Regions from separate parts of the Macaca mulatta genome. Here region 1 is linked to region 2. Evidence: chromatin contacts called from public Hi-C data. All regions are on one chromosome and are shown on one strand. The core of a region is the stretch at or near the end of the contact, and the rest is flanking DNA. Distances in the headings are between cores, read along the strand shown. Region 1 holds the start of DNAH7 (dynein axonemal heavy chain 7). Region 2 holds the start of SLC39A10 (solute carrier family 39 member 10).

What was found. A called contact is a pair of places that touch in the nucleus more often than the background predicts.
Region 1: a Hi-C map of fetal cortical plate shows a contact between it and region 2, with 3 times the contacts expected there. The contact joins the promoter of DNAH7 here to the promoter of SLC39A10 in region 2. A contact is called at or near these places in 2 of 14 Hi-C or Micro-C datasets (fetal cortex germinal zone and fetal cortical plate).

The regions. Positions count from the first base shown.
Region 1 is chr12:101,038,088-101,045,420 of T2T-MMU8v2.0, reverse strand. It overlaps DNAH7 (dynein axonemal heavy chain 7), which reads left to right and starts at 3,759. Exons shown (of 65, transcript XM_015131765.3): 1 at 3,759-3,971. The coding sequence starts at 3,957.
Region 2 is chr12:100,616,789-100,624,372 of T2T-MMU8v2.0, reverse strand. SLC39A10 (solute carrier family 39 member 10) reads right to left here and starts at 4,307. Exons shown (of 10, transcript NM_001260918.1): 1 at 4,257-4,307.

The DNA of each region.
Region 1 (7,333 bases), core at 2,510-5,009, 420 kb before region 2:
TTGTTCATAACCTAAACTTTCTGAAGATTGTCTATTCTGGTGGTCTCCCTCCTTTCACTCTTCAGCCTCTGGAATCTGGCCCCAAATCCTCCCACTGCATTGTACTGAAACTCCTTTGCCACATTCACCAATGACTTATTTGGCACTCTATCCAATGGATACCTTTAAATCCTTAGATTACATATTGTCAGAAGCTTTTGATACTGTTCTCTATATTCTTTTTCCTGAAATATTGTTTTTCTTGGTTTCTATGATTCTATACTCTGAGTTCCCTGTTATCTCTAGCTAACTTTTTCTCAGTTTTCTTTGCAGGATCCCCCTCTATCCAGTTCATAAAGATTGTTAGTGTTTAGGTATTAGTTTTTTCTTTACTAGGTTCCTTGCTGTTCTGTCCCTACACACTCCTCAAACCATTTCATGTATGCTCATGGATTCAGATGTCATTTATATGTTAGCTTCAGATCCATGTCCTTAGCCCAGGAATTATCTTCTGAGCTCTGACCAATATGTGCAATGTCTACCAGCCATATACACACTTCCATGTCCTATAGCTATCTCACACTCAACGTGCCCAATGCTGGACTCATCACTGTCTCTGTAAAGCCTGTTTATTCTTCTCCTTTTTTTTTACTCAGTGAATAATACCACCATCCATTCAGGTATCCAAAGCAGTAAAATGATCCTCAACCTACTTTTACTTTAAACATCTACTACTTAATGAAGTCATCTCCCGCATGTCTCTTGAATGTATCTGCTCCATTCCTACTGTCATTGGCTCAATTCCAGCCATACTCATCCCTCACTGTACTCTTGTAATAGTCTTCTAACAGGTCTCTCTGCCAGTCCCACCTACCTCCTTTTCTTCTACCATGCTGAAATTAGGGTGGTTTCTGTAAAATGGGAATATGTTCCTGTCATTTTTCCTTCTTTATTTTTGGCTTCAGTTTTCCTCCTCTTATTTTAAGGATATTTATAATAAATTTCTAAAATTATGGTAAAACATATATAGCATAAAATTTACCATTCTAATCATTGTCAAGTGTACGATTCAGCAGCATGAAGTCCATTCACATTGTGGTACAACCATCACCACCATTCATCTTCAATTTTTTTTTTCATCTTGCATAATTGAAACTCTGTACCCATTAAACATTAATTCCCTCATTCCCTTTCTTGGCCCTCCCTCTTCCAGTCCCTGGCAACCACCATTCTAATTTCTTTCTATATACATTTGGTTACTCTACCTATCTCAGATGAGTGGAATCATACCGTATTTTTTTTTATTTTGTGACTGGCCAATTTCAGTTGTCATAATGTCTTCAAGTTTTATCTATGTTGTAGCAGATGTAGAGATGTGGCAATGTGTCAGAATTTCCTTCCTTTTTAAAAGGCTGAATGTATATGCTACATTTTGTTTATGCATTTGTCTATCAAGGGACATTTGGGTTGCTTCACCTTTTGACTATTGTGAATAATGCTGCTATAAATATGAGCATATATATATGTTTGTGTCCCAGCTTTCACTTCTTTGGATTTGTACCAGAAGTGGAATTGTTGGATCATAAGGTATTTCTATTTTAATTTTTGGAGGAACTGCCATACTATTTTCCATACCAGCTGCACCATTTTACATTCTCAGCAGTGGTGCACAAGAGTTCCAATTTCTCTACATCCTCATTAACACTTGTTAATATTCTGTACATTAATCCTTCATCAGATTTGCAAATATTTGCTTCCATTCTGTGGATTTTTTTTTTTTTTTTTTTTTTTTTGAGATGGAGTCTCACTCTATTGCCCAGGCTGGAATGCAGTGCACGATCTCAGCTCACTGCAACCTCCCCCTCCCAGGTTCATGCCATTCTCCTGCCTCAGCCTCCTGAGTAGCTGGCACTACAGGTGCCCGCCACCGCGCCTGGCTATTTTTTGTTGTTGTTGTTGTATTTTTAGTAGAGATGGGGTTTCACCGTGTTAGGAAGAATGGTCTCGATCTCCTGACTTCGTGATCCACCCGCCTTGGCCTTCCAAAGTGCTGGGATTACAGGCGTGAGCCACCGCACCCGGCCTGTGTGGACTGTCTTTTTACTGATGAGAGTATTCTTTGATGCACAAAGGTTTTTTATTCTGATGCAACCGAATTGTCTATTTTTTCTTTGTCGTTTTGGTGTCATGTCCAAGAAATCACTGCCAAATCCAGTGTCGTGAAGCGGTTCTTCTAAGTTTTCTTCTAAGAGTTTTATAGTTTAAGACCTTACAGTTACATCTTTGATCAATTTTGAGATAATTTTGTATATAATGATTTTAGGTAAAGGTCCAAATGCATTTTTTCCGCATATGGACATTTAGTTTTCCCAACATCATTTGTTGAAAATAAATTGTTAAGGTCACTATAGTTTTGTAGTAAGTTCTGAAATCAAGAAATGTGAGGCCGGGCGCGGTGGCTCAAGCCTGTAATCCCAGCATTTTGGGAGGCCGAGAGGGGCAGATCAGGAGATCAGGAGGTCAGGAGATTGAGACCATCCTGGCTAACACGGTGAAACCCCGTCTCTACTAAAAAATACAAAAAACTAGCTGGGCGAGGTGGCGGGCGCCTGTAGTCCCAGCTACCCGGGAGGCTGAGGCAGGAGAATGGCGTAAACCCGGGAGGCGGAGCTTGCAGTGAACTGAGATCCGGCCACTGCACTCCAGCCCGAGCGACAGAGCAAGACTCCGTCTCAAAAAAAAAAAAAAAAAAAAAAAAAAAAAAAAAAAAAAAGAAGTGTGAGTACTCCAACTGTATTCTTCAATTTCAAGATTGTTTTGTCTATTTATGTCCACTTGAGGTTCCTCGTTAATTTCAGGATGGAATTGTGCCATTTCTTAGCATAAAACTTTTCAGTGGAGGTCAGTTGCTTTTGACATCCAAACTCCTGCCCTTTTATAGGGTCCTTTAAGATATACCACCTGCTTATCACCTCAGCTTCATCTCTAGACTGGCTCCAATCCCCTTTACCCAAAGCTACTCCGTCAACCTTTCAGAACCATTTTCACTACTTCCAATAGCTATGCTCTCTTGTCTCAGGTCTTTGTATGTGACCTGCTTTTTGCCTGGCATTCTTCGCCTGGCATTTCTTCTTCCTTCACATTTCAGCTTCCATATCCCTTCCATACCCTCCGTGAGAAAAATAGCTGGTGCTTTATGTTCTCCTTGAGGACTGCCATTCCTAGCACCGTCTCCACTACATGCTAAGTGCTTGCTTGGACACCCCCCTAGCCTGTGGCTAAAGAATTATGTCTTGGTCACATTTGGGCTTAGCACACCACTTTTCATGTAGTAAACCATCTGTGAATGTTGGTTTCAAGAATTGTTGGAAGTTTCCTTTACTGGTATTCTTCCAAAGGATAGTTTTCTAGAGTGTGAGAAGAGTCAACAGCACAGGGGTTGGAAGCACATGAATGATGAAAGGTGTTTACTGGCTCCTGCCTTTGCATGCTTTGTTCGCATTATTCCACTCGCCCACATTAGCAATGAAATTTGTAATCATTTCATTCCGGTGTTTCTCCGAGACCTCTGAGGGGTTAAGGCAGCGGTCCCAGGCACCCAGCTCAGTTAGAAGGAGGGTGCGGAACTGTGAGGATCTACTTCAGTAATCAGAGGATATTGGAGGGACCCACCCAGTGTCCTTGGTTGTTCAACGCACACCTTAGACCTCACCACCCTAGCAGGGGCGCCCCGGAAAGCTCCTCTTGCGGAGCGCGCGCCAGCTTCCGGGTCCAGCCCCAGAAGCAACAGATAACCGGAAATGGAACCTGCGCGGGCCTGTTGCTTAGCAACAAAGGCTGCCGGGACGCTAGACTGCCCTGGCGCAGAGGGAGCTGAGACCGTCGGCAGGTCCCGGCGTGCAGCCTCTATCGTTCTAGGGGGTGCTGCGGCAGGAGCGACCCAGAAGCGCCGGTGAGGCCAGCGCGTCCTCACAGCCATGAGCAGTGAGCAGGTGAGAGGGCTGCTCTTTGCCAGGCTCGCCGCCGCCGCGACGCTTCCCAGGCGTTTCAGAAGTGGTGGAAGCCCGTCCTGCCCACCAAACTCCCCAGCTGTGACTCCACGGTGTACAGCTTCCTTCCCTCCACTTATGGCCTGGGTTTCTGAGCGCTTTCCGCGAATGCCCTTATACGTTCCCTTCCCAGCTATTCGCCCTTGGTCGTCATAACAACCAAACCTAGCAGCCCAGTGGTGCGCCAGCAGGGGGAGCCACAGCCCAGAGCACCCCCAGAATGCTAATAGAAGTGTGCTTGGGTGAGAGGCGGCTATGCGAGGAGTTGCCACGGGTTTGGGTTCTAGGGTGGGAATCGAAGCCAATTCCTAGCCGTGTGACTTTGGGCAAATCTCCTAGTCTTTCTAAACCTTGATTCTCCCACCTCTTACGCAGAGCGGGGGAAACACCAGACACCAGAACAACTTTTCTTCTTTCTGAGGTTGTTGTCAATTTCAAATAAGAGACCATCCCATACCATAACAGTATTATACTATACATGAAAGGCCTTGGTAAGTGACAAATGGCACTTCTTAAGATGATATTCCCTAGTATGTGATAAAATATATATTTTGCAGTAGCTGCTTTTCTTTCTCTTTTTTCTTTCTCTTTCTCTCCTTTTTCTTCTAAGAATTCTTTCTTTATTGACTTAAGAGCAACTAACAGAAAGAAAGGCAGAACGATGGTCAATCGTCTTAATATCAGCACAGCATGAGAAGATGTTAAGCGTGGGCATTATTCTGGCTAACTAGAAAACAACCTTAGCTTTCTACGTAGTGATGAATAAGGAAAAAGACCCTATAAACTTCGTGGAAGAAAAACAGTTGTTTTTAAGCCTGCAAATTTCATTTAGCTTTTAAACAATATTAAACTATAATTATTTCTTTTTAATTGCTTTATAATGCTTTTTTCGGTAGTGTTAGAATTTACTGTGGAAACGGTATTAAGACGGATTTAGTCTCCTATCCATTGAGTTGTACATTACTCACAGAATTATGTGAAGATCCTAATTGGTTAATTAATCAAATAAGTAATTAATACCTGAAATGCCCAAGAAAATTTGGTTTGAGCCTTTTTTTTAAAAAAATAAGTGTAACTTAAGAACTGAGAAATGGACACTTTGGTTCATATGCTAAAGTATGATTAGTATTGGTATTAATAATAAAAGAGTAAATGAGCAAGCAAAAAACAAAGAATTCAGATACAAGTAACCAAAAACACTGAGCAATTGTTTAATACATCTTACTAGTATTTTTTTTCTACGTGATATTAATGTGATCAGATTTAATAACATTTGTTATCGTCACCATTATTATATATTGAGCAGCTTCTTTGCTTCTTGCCCAAATTTAGTCTTTGGTCAGATCTTGAACCATATCCTACGTTGTTAGAGTTTAAAATACACTTCTATCACATTTCCAATGGTATTTCTCAATGGCTATTTTTCACAATTCCCCTAACTTACCCATCTACAACTAAAAAATATCCACTAAAAACCAATCAGCCGTTAAGTTGTAAATTTTACTTCATCTTTATAAAAGTAGTGTTGGGAAATGACACCCTAGTCTCTCACTCCCCCGCCTGAAAGGTTGTGATTTACTGAAGAGGCAGCGGGATCTTAAAAGAATGGACATGATTTCCATTTTCCACTTACTGTTTTTGAACAGCAGAGGGCCCTCTATCACTGTTTTGGTTGATTTGTAATTTAAAAACTAATCTTGAGACTTTCATTTATGCTAATTTAGAGTGTAGTTTTCCTTTGGAAGGATGAAAGTTTTTATATTTTAACCTAAAACAAACAGAATGGATTAAACTTTTGGAAATGCCATTTTTTATGTGACATTTACTTGTATATTCATTCAGTTTGAGAAAGTGAGCAGGTGGTAAAATCGTATTTGCTGAAGGAGATTTTAACATATTCATCTCATTAGTGGAAGGTTGAGAGTGACATGGAATTTTTCAGGAATAGCAGTCTGGGCTTTTCTCTTAAATTAGGTATTTAGAAGAAATATAAATCTTTTGCAATTGCTCATTTCATTTTTAAAATGAGTTAAAACTTTAAAAGGCATTTTTAGTATCAGTTGAAAAACTTTCAGAGGTTTAAAAGCACAAATATTCAAAGACCAGGAAGCTCCCCACAGATATACTACAGATTGTGGGCAGAAAAGAGGAAAAAGCTGTCGGTCTTTTTCTACCCCAGCACTTTTTCTAGTTATGGAATCAAGTAATTTGTGTTTATACGATGTTATGCTCATTCCGTTTTCCTTCATCATGTTTTTAAAGTGTCATTGCTTAAAAAGGGGAAAGAATGAAAAAAGTTGGATATGAGACCAACAGCAGGGTGATAACTTTAACAACCACAACTCAAACATGTGACAATTGACAACTATATTTAAATCAGTACTACTAAATTTTGAGAGGTTTTTGTTGATTTAACCAGACACATTTATAGATTCTAGTCATTTGATCAGGATAGTTAATATTTGAGCTATACCAAGTTTATGACATCTCTTCCAGTAGTCAAGTAGGTGAAAATCAGCGAAGTAAAAACAAAATGCAAAGCCGAACTATTTAAGGAAGACCTAGACTCTTTAGCAATTTTAAGTTTAGAATGTAAAATTATATTAGTCAGAATCCTAACAGAAGACAGATGGCATACTCAAAAGGACTTAACTGAAGAACGGTTATAAAAAGACCATTTGTAGAGGTGTCGGTAAGGTTAAGGGGACCACGAGGGATAAAGAGACACTCAAGGATTAACAGCAGTAGGACAGTAGGATGCCATTACCATGGTTAGGCCTGATTGGTCATTGAAACTGAACATTATTCTCAGACCCTGATGAGTGCTAGATACTTTGAATGGTAGCTTCCTGACAGGAGCTGAGGTCTGGAAGAATTCAGCCACTATCAGAACTACAGAGAATAGGAAAGACTGGGAAACAAATATCCTAAACTTTCTGTCCTCCTGCTCTTCAGTCTCCTCCTGGTGACTTTTCTGGTTAATCCCTATCAGAAGTCAGAGAACTGAGGGCACAGATGATGTCCATCTGTAGAATTCAACCTCCCACGCACAGAGCAGGAAGAAGAGGGTAAAGACTTGATCTGAGGCAGAGTACAACCATCACAGATATTATTATAAATGGATGCAATCTTCATAGACAGTTCCCTGTCCATAAATCAGTTGGATTAACAGTTGTTGAGGTCCTAAGATGAATTTTTCATTTAAAATATTTATACCTAAGAATAAATCTAGAAAAGACATATGACACCCTTATGAAGACTACTACAAAATGTTTCTGAAGGATATGCTCCCAGAATCTGAATAA
Region 2 (7,584 bases), core at 3,058-5,557:
TTGGGAGGCCAAGATGGGAGGACTGCCTGAGCCCAAGAATTTGTGACCAGCCTGGACAACATGGCAAGACCCTTGTCTCTATTTAAATAAATACATACTATTATTTAAAAATGTAATTTTGGTTCTATATTTCTTCATACCTACTAAATATACTTTTAAGTATTCCAATAATTTTTTATTGAGAATATGTTTGGGTATTTTAGAAAAAGCTAAAAGTTATCCTGTGATCTACCCACAGAACTTATAGAGGATAATAAAAAGAAAAAGAGAGTTTGATATACTGATATTGCAATAATCTGAAAAAAACCTAAAACCTTAGGGTTTGCACTGACTATAGAAAATCCTTTCTGTAGATTTTGTAGAATGTCATGTGTTCATTGCCTTTGTGTAGTGGTATATTGTGGTATATATCTGCGTGTAAAATGAATACTTGGATTTCATTACAGCATTCATATAAAATATTAATGATATAAAAAAGGAAATCTTGTGGCTACTAAGAGGTCCTTGAAACTTGAAACTAGTTTTTAAGAATTATTCTATAGAAGTCATAGTACGAAATAAATTCAAATTTTAAAAAAAGCTCACAATGTAAATTTAACACTTTCAAACTTTATTAGTTCAGTCAAAGCAATACAAAGTTATACGGAACTAAATTAATCTAGAAAGTAGATTTTTATATCATGCAAGATAAGGAGAAGCCCAGATTAAATAAATAAAATTGCTGTTATTTACACGGCTAACTTCCTGCTTTGAAAACAATCCCATACATAAATTTCTTTTTTGGAGCAAGGTAACTTTGTGATTGTTCTATCTTTACCCAAAATTCACCCCCATTTGGAAAACTGGAGGCTAAAAGCAATCATAATTAACCAGTTAAAAAACACTTATGTCCATCTTATTAGCAACACTAAGTAGACGGAGGAAACTTTAAAATAGACCAAATTTATAGCACTAAGTAAATCTAATTGTAATTTAAACCTTATCTTATTTTAGGAAAAAGCGAAGGGAATCAAACGCTAGGGGGCAGCATCAAACTGTTGTGGGTTAGGCTGGGCAGCCTTGCAAACTTTAAGCTTTAGGGCATTTTTAATGAGAACTACACTTACATGAAAGATGAATTAATAAAACTTCTGTTATAAAGGAAAAAACTAGTTTTGTTTTGATTGCCTACATTTCTCTTCCATTTTCCATTGTGTACTTACTTTTGCAACTATGACTGGTGAGTATCACTTTAAAATGCACTAGTAATAACGTCCTTCTGATACAAAACTCATGGTATTTCCAATACTGCGGTAAGCACTATATAAATACAAGCTGACATTTTTAGCCTAACCATAATGGTGAATTTAAGTTTTGATTCACTCAATTAGCATTTTAAACTTAAAGAGCATGACAAATTCTGCATATTCATGTGTCATAAGCAGAATATGACAAAAAAACTGTGCAGTATGTACTCCCTCAAGAAATTTAGTTTGGCAGGGAAAACAAGATGCACAGGTTATTATAAATTAGAAAATGGAAGAGAAGCAGAAATAAATCCATGAGTATTATATATAAGCAACAGAGCAAAAACAACAGGATAACTGTATCCCCGCCCCCGCCCCCCCCCCCCCAAAGGCCCAGTAGAGACCATCAAAGCTCATTCTGGAGGTAGTCAAGGAGGGGGTGGAGGAAGAAAAGGAACACAGTGCTTCAACCACTAATGAAAGAACTGAAACGTCTGTATGTAGAAAAAAGGTAAAATCAATTCACTATCATCTTCAGCCTTTTGGTTATCTCATTTAATGGTCACAATTAAGTGTGTGAGTAGGGTTTTTGTACTTGAAGTTCAAACAGAAAATTAAGATTAGCAACTTCCTCAAGGTAAGCCAACTAATTAATAGATCATGGTTTTGAACCTTTAAAATTTAACTCCAAAGCCTTCAATTTTTTCCAGTATCGGTCAACACTGAGGGTAGAAGGGTTGGGTGAACAGAGTATTAACAAGGTAAATTTCTCTAATCAGAAACAAATGATCCCAGATGCTGAATTATCCTTGCTATAATACTACATCCTATCTTCTCCAAAAATCACTTTTGAAAAAAGGCACACCCCCTAATTAGTACTTGCATACTACACTTGAGGCCTACTCAAAGTACTTCAAATCAGGTGCTCAAAAAAAAGGGAAGGACCGTGTTAGCTTTCAAGCGGTTAGAATTTAAATTGGTAACAGTAAGAACTAGTATAGGTTATCATGCAATATATTATTGATGTCATTTCCTATGAGGTCTTCCCTAACCACTCCTTTTGAAGTAGCACCAAAGTCATTCTTGCACAGGGGTTCTTATCCAGGGGTATATGTACAGAACGCAGAATGTTTGTGAATGTGGTCAGGAAAAAAAAAAAAAGATTTATTTTTTTTTTATAAAAGATTAAAAAAAATTTAATCTCTTCAGTTACGAATGCAGGCAAAAATTACAGCGATGTGAAATACCTGATAGGAATTTTAGATTAAATTTAAGCTAAACTCTTTAAAGATCATTTACAGTCCTCGCTAATGCTTTACTGACACATAGATGTCATATTTAATATCTTCATTAAGTATTTCATTCCAACTGGTTTTTGTTGCAATTCTATGTATTTCATACATTTAAAACCATCATTCTGTGGTTCATCACACAAAAAAGTTAAAAATCCCTACCAGCACATCGTTGTTTTATTTTCTTCACAGCACTTATCACTGATATTATGTATCTGTTTCCAGTAAGGAGCCACTGGAGTAACCAGTGTCTGTAGAATGTGCGTTGTCTGGCATGGATCCCCAAGATCTAGAAAAAGTAACTAACTCATATTAAGGTTCTCAAATATTTGTACAAGAGTCCTAATATAAAACAATACACAGGAGTCTCGAGTTGAGGCTTTCAATTGCATACTAAGTTAGAAGGAACTAAATTCTACATCTCCAGCTTTTCCATTACTTGCTTGTTCTTAATTATGTACAATTTAGATACATATCGAAAAAGAAAACACAAAGGAAATGTAAATCTATTACACTCTAGTTTTGCTCCAAGAATGACTCAGTTCCAATGTGAAATTAGAGGACTTAACAGCAAAAAGCATAAATTAAAGTTTTTTTAAGAAAACCAGTATAACCTACCATCCTTTTTGCTTTTTTCTAACATGTGTTTTGTGTCACTGTCACTTAGAATAGGTACTCGAGAGAACGACCCTTCCAACGGAGGGCTTCAGATTCTGCAGTGATATTTCTTCCTCGTGCCAGATCCTTAGTACAGCCCATGTGGACAAGCTCCCACGTGAACATTTCTTTACAGAAGCCACAGGAAAACCTTGAACGTCATGTCGCTCCTGCCCTGGCAAGGCCCCCCGCCCTTCTTAGCTAGGGCGTTCGGGGGACCCCAAGAGAGGCAAGGAGTTCAGCAGATCTCCAGACCCGGAGAGGCTGTGCACGAAGGTTCCTCTACACGCTCCCTCTGCCGCGCCCCACATTGCTCTCCACCTAAGGGCTTTCCGGAACAAAGCCGAGCTGCCGCGCCACCTCCGGCCCACCCGGCCTGTCCCACCGACCCGGCCCCACCCTTGCCCTCAGCTCCAGGGACCCCCAACAGGCCGAGATCTTCACTACCCCGCGCTCCGCCTCGGCTTTTCGGTTGGTCCGGGAGAAAACTAGTAGGAGCAGAGGCGCCGCCGTCCGTTAGCCTCGGTCCGGAACAGCGGCGCCGAGGCTCCATCCCGGGGTCCCCTGGCCCCATTATACACCAGAGAGGACGACTAGACAGGAAGAAACCGGGTCGCTTGGTCGCCAAGCCCCCGAAGACCTGCCCGCCCGCGCCGGCGACGCCATCCGCGGCCGGCGCGCAGCCCCCTAACCGCCGCCGCCCGCCCAGCGGTCACTCCCCCACCCCGGGCGCGGCCCGCGAGGCTCAGCCAACCTCCACAGGAGGGTGAGGGGGGCGCGAGGCTCCGCACGCGGAGCGGACGCCGCCGGCTCCCGATCCCGCGGCCCGCAGCAGCCCAGACCGCACACGAGGAGCCGAGACGCCCAACACGCTGCCCACCACGCGCTCTGCTTCGGCTCGCTGCCGCCGACTGCAGCAGCCGCGGAACCCCAGCGCCCGCATCCCCGAGGGACCCAGCCCCGACTCCCCGGTTCTGTTCTCCCTTTCTACCCCCGCGCCGTCCCGGGACTCGCAGTCTCCGCCGCGCACGGGGCCGGTTCTGGGGGAGGGAATGTAAACAAATCGGGGTTTTATAGTTACCTCACACTCGAGTGCCGTGTGCATCTCCTCTCCGCTCGGTACCAAACCCCGGCTGCACCAAATCGTGTATTCACCAAAGCCGACTGCGCTAACTGCGTCGCAGAAACCCGCGCGTCAGACACCCTGCTACGCTAGCGGCGTACAAGGGCCACTCAGCTCCCTGCGCAGCCGCACCCCGTCCGCCTATGGGTGCTACGCTATGGGCGTACACGCGCCACCTAGCTATTCACTTCGGATAACGCCAGTTGCGTAAAGGAGCCGCACTACTCACGGATTCCACACGGATCGTCCGAGCAATAGGAAATTCAAGTATACGCAAACTGCGGAGTTCCGTGTCTCCGCGCTAGTTTTGTTCCAAGAAAGAACGCCGCGGGGGAGTTGGGGCAGCTTCTTAACGCATGCGTGGAGCGCCCTTTATCATTCGCCTTTTCTCCTGGCTTTAGAACGTCGGTTGCTGAGGCCTTGGGCGAGTCGGATGAGTAATGGAAGCTCTAAACCCAAATGCTGTAGCCAAAAAGCTTCAGAGTGAGCATCTGGAATGTTCATCTGTATACGAGTTAAACATCTACGTTAAGTTAATCCCGCCCCCTTTGTTAAAGAAACCTTTTCAATCTCTTAGGGCGACAGCGAACTTTATTTAGTGCTAAGTGCGAGGTGTTTTGCCTAGCTCCCCTCCCACCCATTTAATTCTAGACCACACTTACTGCGGGTCTTCCAAGCCAGAAAGAAAGAGTTGAGTCCTGAGAACATGTCACGCATTTAGACAAATTCTCGAGGCTTTTGGTAACTTTCCAAGGTCTTCACCCCTCTACTCCTCAATTGATTTATTATTTCTTAACACTCTATGAGAAAAGAAATCCCGATCTGGCCAAGCAGTTCCATGGACTTGTGCCTACACCGTGCTCATTCTTGCCCTTTGCTCGCACCATACCTCTCATCTAAATTGTCTCCTCCCCTCTTAAGCAACCACCAACCCACATTTTCTTAAAAGGTGACTCTGGACATCTTTTGCTTCATTACTCTGCTTCCTGGCTCTTAATCCACATGTTGAGGCTTATCTGCATTCCGCCTGGGGTGCCTGGGTTTCTATATCCAACCAGAATCTACTTAATAGAGCGAGTTATGGGGGTGCCTTACTGGTGTCTAGTAGAGAACATAAAACCATGAACAGCAGTAATCGCAGGCTTCACTATGTGTCAAGTACTCCCCAAGTGTTTTACATATATATAAATTTAATCCCCATAATACGGTGAGGTAGGAAACTGAGGCACACAAATCTTTAACTTGCCTGGTATCACAGAGCAGGTAGAGAAAAGAGTTGTGATTTCCAAACCCATTCAGTATGGACGGCTAGGTAGTCCCGCTAACCTGCATATTATACCTTCATGAAAGAAGATTATTTTTTGTTTTGTATCTCTACAAAAAATATCAAAACAACGAAAATTGTGCTTAATAAATGCCTACTGATTGCCATGCGTAGTTCAGAACACTGAACTACTCATATGCCCTTTTCCTTGTTTCAAAGCCAGGGCATGAACCTCACTTCTGCTTACAAAGGGAGAAGTGCTGACGTGTGGAGGAAAGAGATTAAGCCTGAGTCCTAGTTTCAAGTCTCACCATTGCCACTAAATGTGAGACAACGGCTGTGGTCCTCAGATTCATTGATAGATTAAGGGGATTGTTTTAAATATATTCTAAGGTTCATCCTAGAACTAAAGTCCTTAAAGTTCATAAAATCATGATAGTACATCCTTTGTGTGAAAAGTATAAGCAGCTTCCAAATTAGCTTGATAGTTTATGACTCATAATTATTTTATTGAGCACATTATTATCGACACCCTTAAAACATACATAACCTTTCTTTCAAATATCAATAAGATATATCACTTGCATTCCTTATATTTTAGGGCACCTACACTGCTTTTTTAGTTATGGATATACAAGGATAATGTTCAGCTGGTACACACAAGTACGGCTGAACCAACTAATCAAATACTGAAATACTTCCATGCAAGTTGATTCACAGCTGCAACTCTGAGTGGTATACCCCCATGCTTCTCACCCCTATGCCAGTCCTTCCTCTCAAGATTCCCCAGACCTCCACATTTTAGGAACTAGTGGGTTAATACCTGGCTAAGATAGAGCCCTTAGGACCCAGCTCTTATTAGTCACTCCCGTTTTAATTGGTTGGTGCCTATTCTTTACTAATTGTTACACATTTTAAATATCATCCCTATAGAAAACTATGTGGTGAGCAACTTGAAAATAGATACTATGCCGGGCGTGGTGGCTCAAGCCTGTAATCCCAGCACTTTGGGAGGCCGAGACGGGCGGATCACGAGGTCAGGAGTTCGAGACCATCCTGACTAACACGGTGAAACCCCGTCTCTACTAAAAAATACAAAAAACTAGCCGGGCGAGGTGGCGGGCGCCTGTAGTCCCGGCTACTCGGGAGGCTGAGGCAGGAGAATGGCGTAAAAACCCGGGAGGCAGAGCTTGCAGTGAGCTGAGATCCGGCCACTGCACTCCAGCCTGGGCGACACAGCGAGACTCCGTCTCAAAAAAAAAAAAAAAAAAAAAAAAAAAAAAAAGAAAATAGATACTATGTTTCCTAACACTTTTTAAACTCACCCAAACATGTATATACCTTCAAGTGTATACCCACTGATTCGGGCAGATTTTCAAGCAAAACTATCAGATAGAATAAATGATTAATCTGCATACTAGCATATTACTTTTCCTACTGAGAAAAGGAATCTCAGAAAATGACTTGCAGGCTTACCCAAAATCACCTGCTGAGTCAAATAATGGACACTACAGCAACAATATCACTATACAAATTTCGTTTTATTTTTACCAGTTTTATATACAAGTAATATGTTAGGGTAAAGAATTTCTAATATGTTAGAATCATAAAACTTTCTCAAAGTGTAAGACATTTTCTTTTTCCAGTCACCTCACTTGATTCATAAAGAGGCTCATCTGAACTATAAAAATAGTATAAATGATTTTCAGTACTGGGGGAAAAGCGCGGTACTGAATTATGTGTAAATGGTTTACCTTTCATTCTTTAGCTTATTCATACTGCTTCAGCCACAGTATTAGTTCACATATGTAAAATTTCAAATGTGACAGTCTACATTTGTGAGACATGATATAGTAAATCCAAGGGTCTTTTTGCCCCTCAGAGGATTTGAAAAGAACCAACTATTAATACAAAAGAGGAAATAAGAAAACATACTTCATACCCCAATCTTTAGTAGTGGCTAAAGAAAGTCCATGTCATAAACCTGGGTTTCCCTCTTACAGAGGAGAAAATAGTCATCAT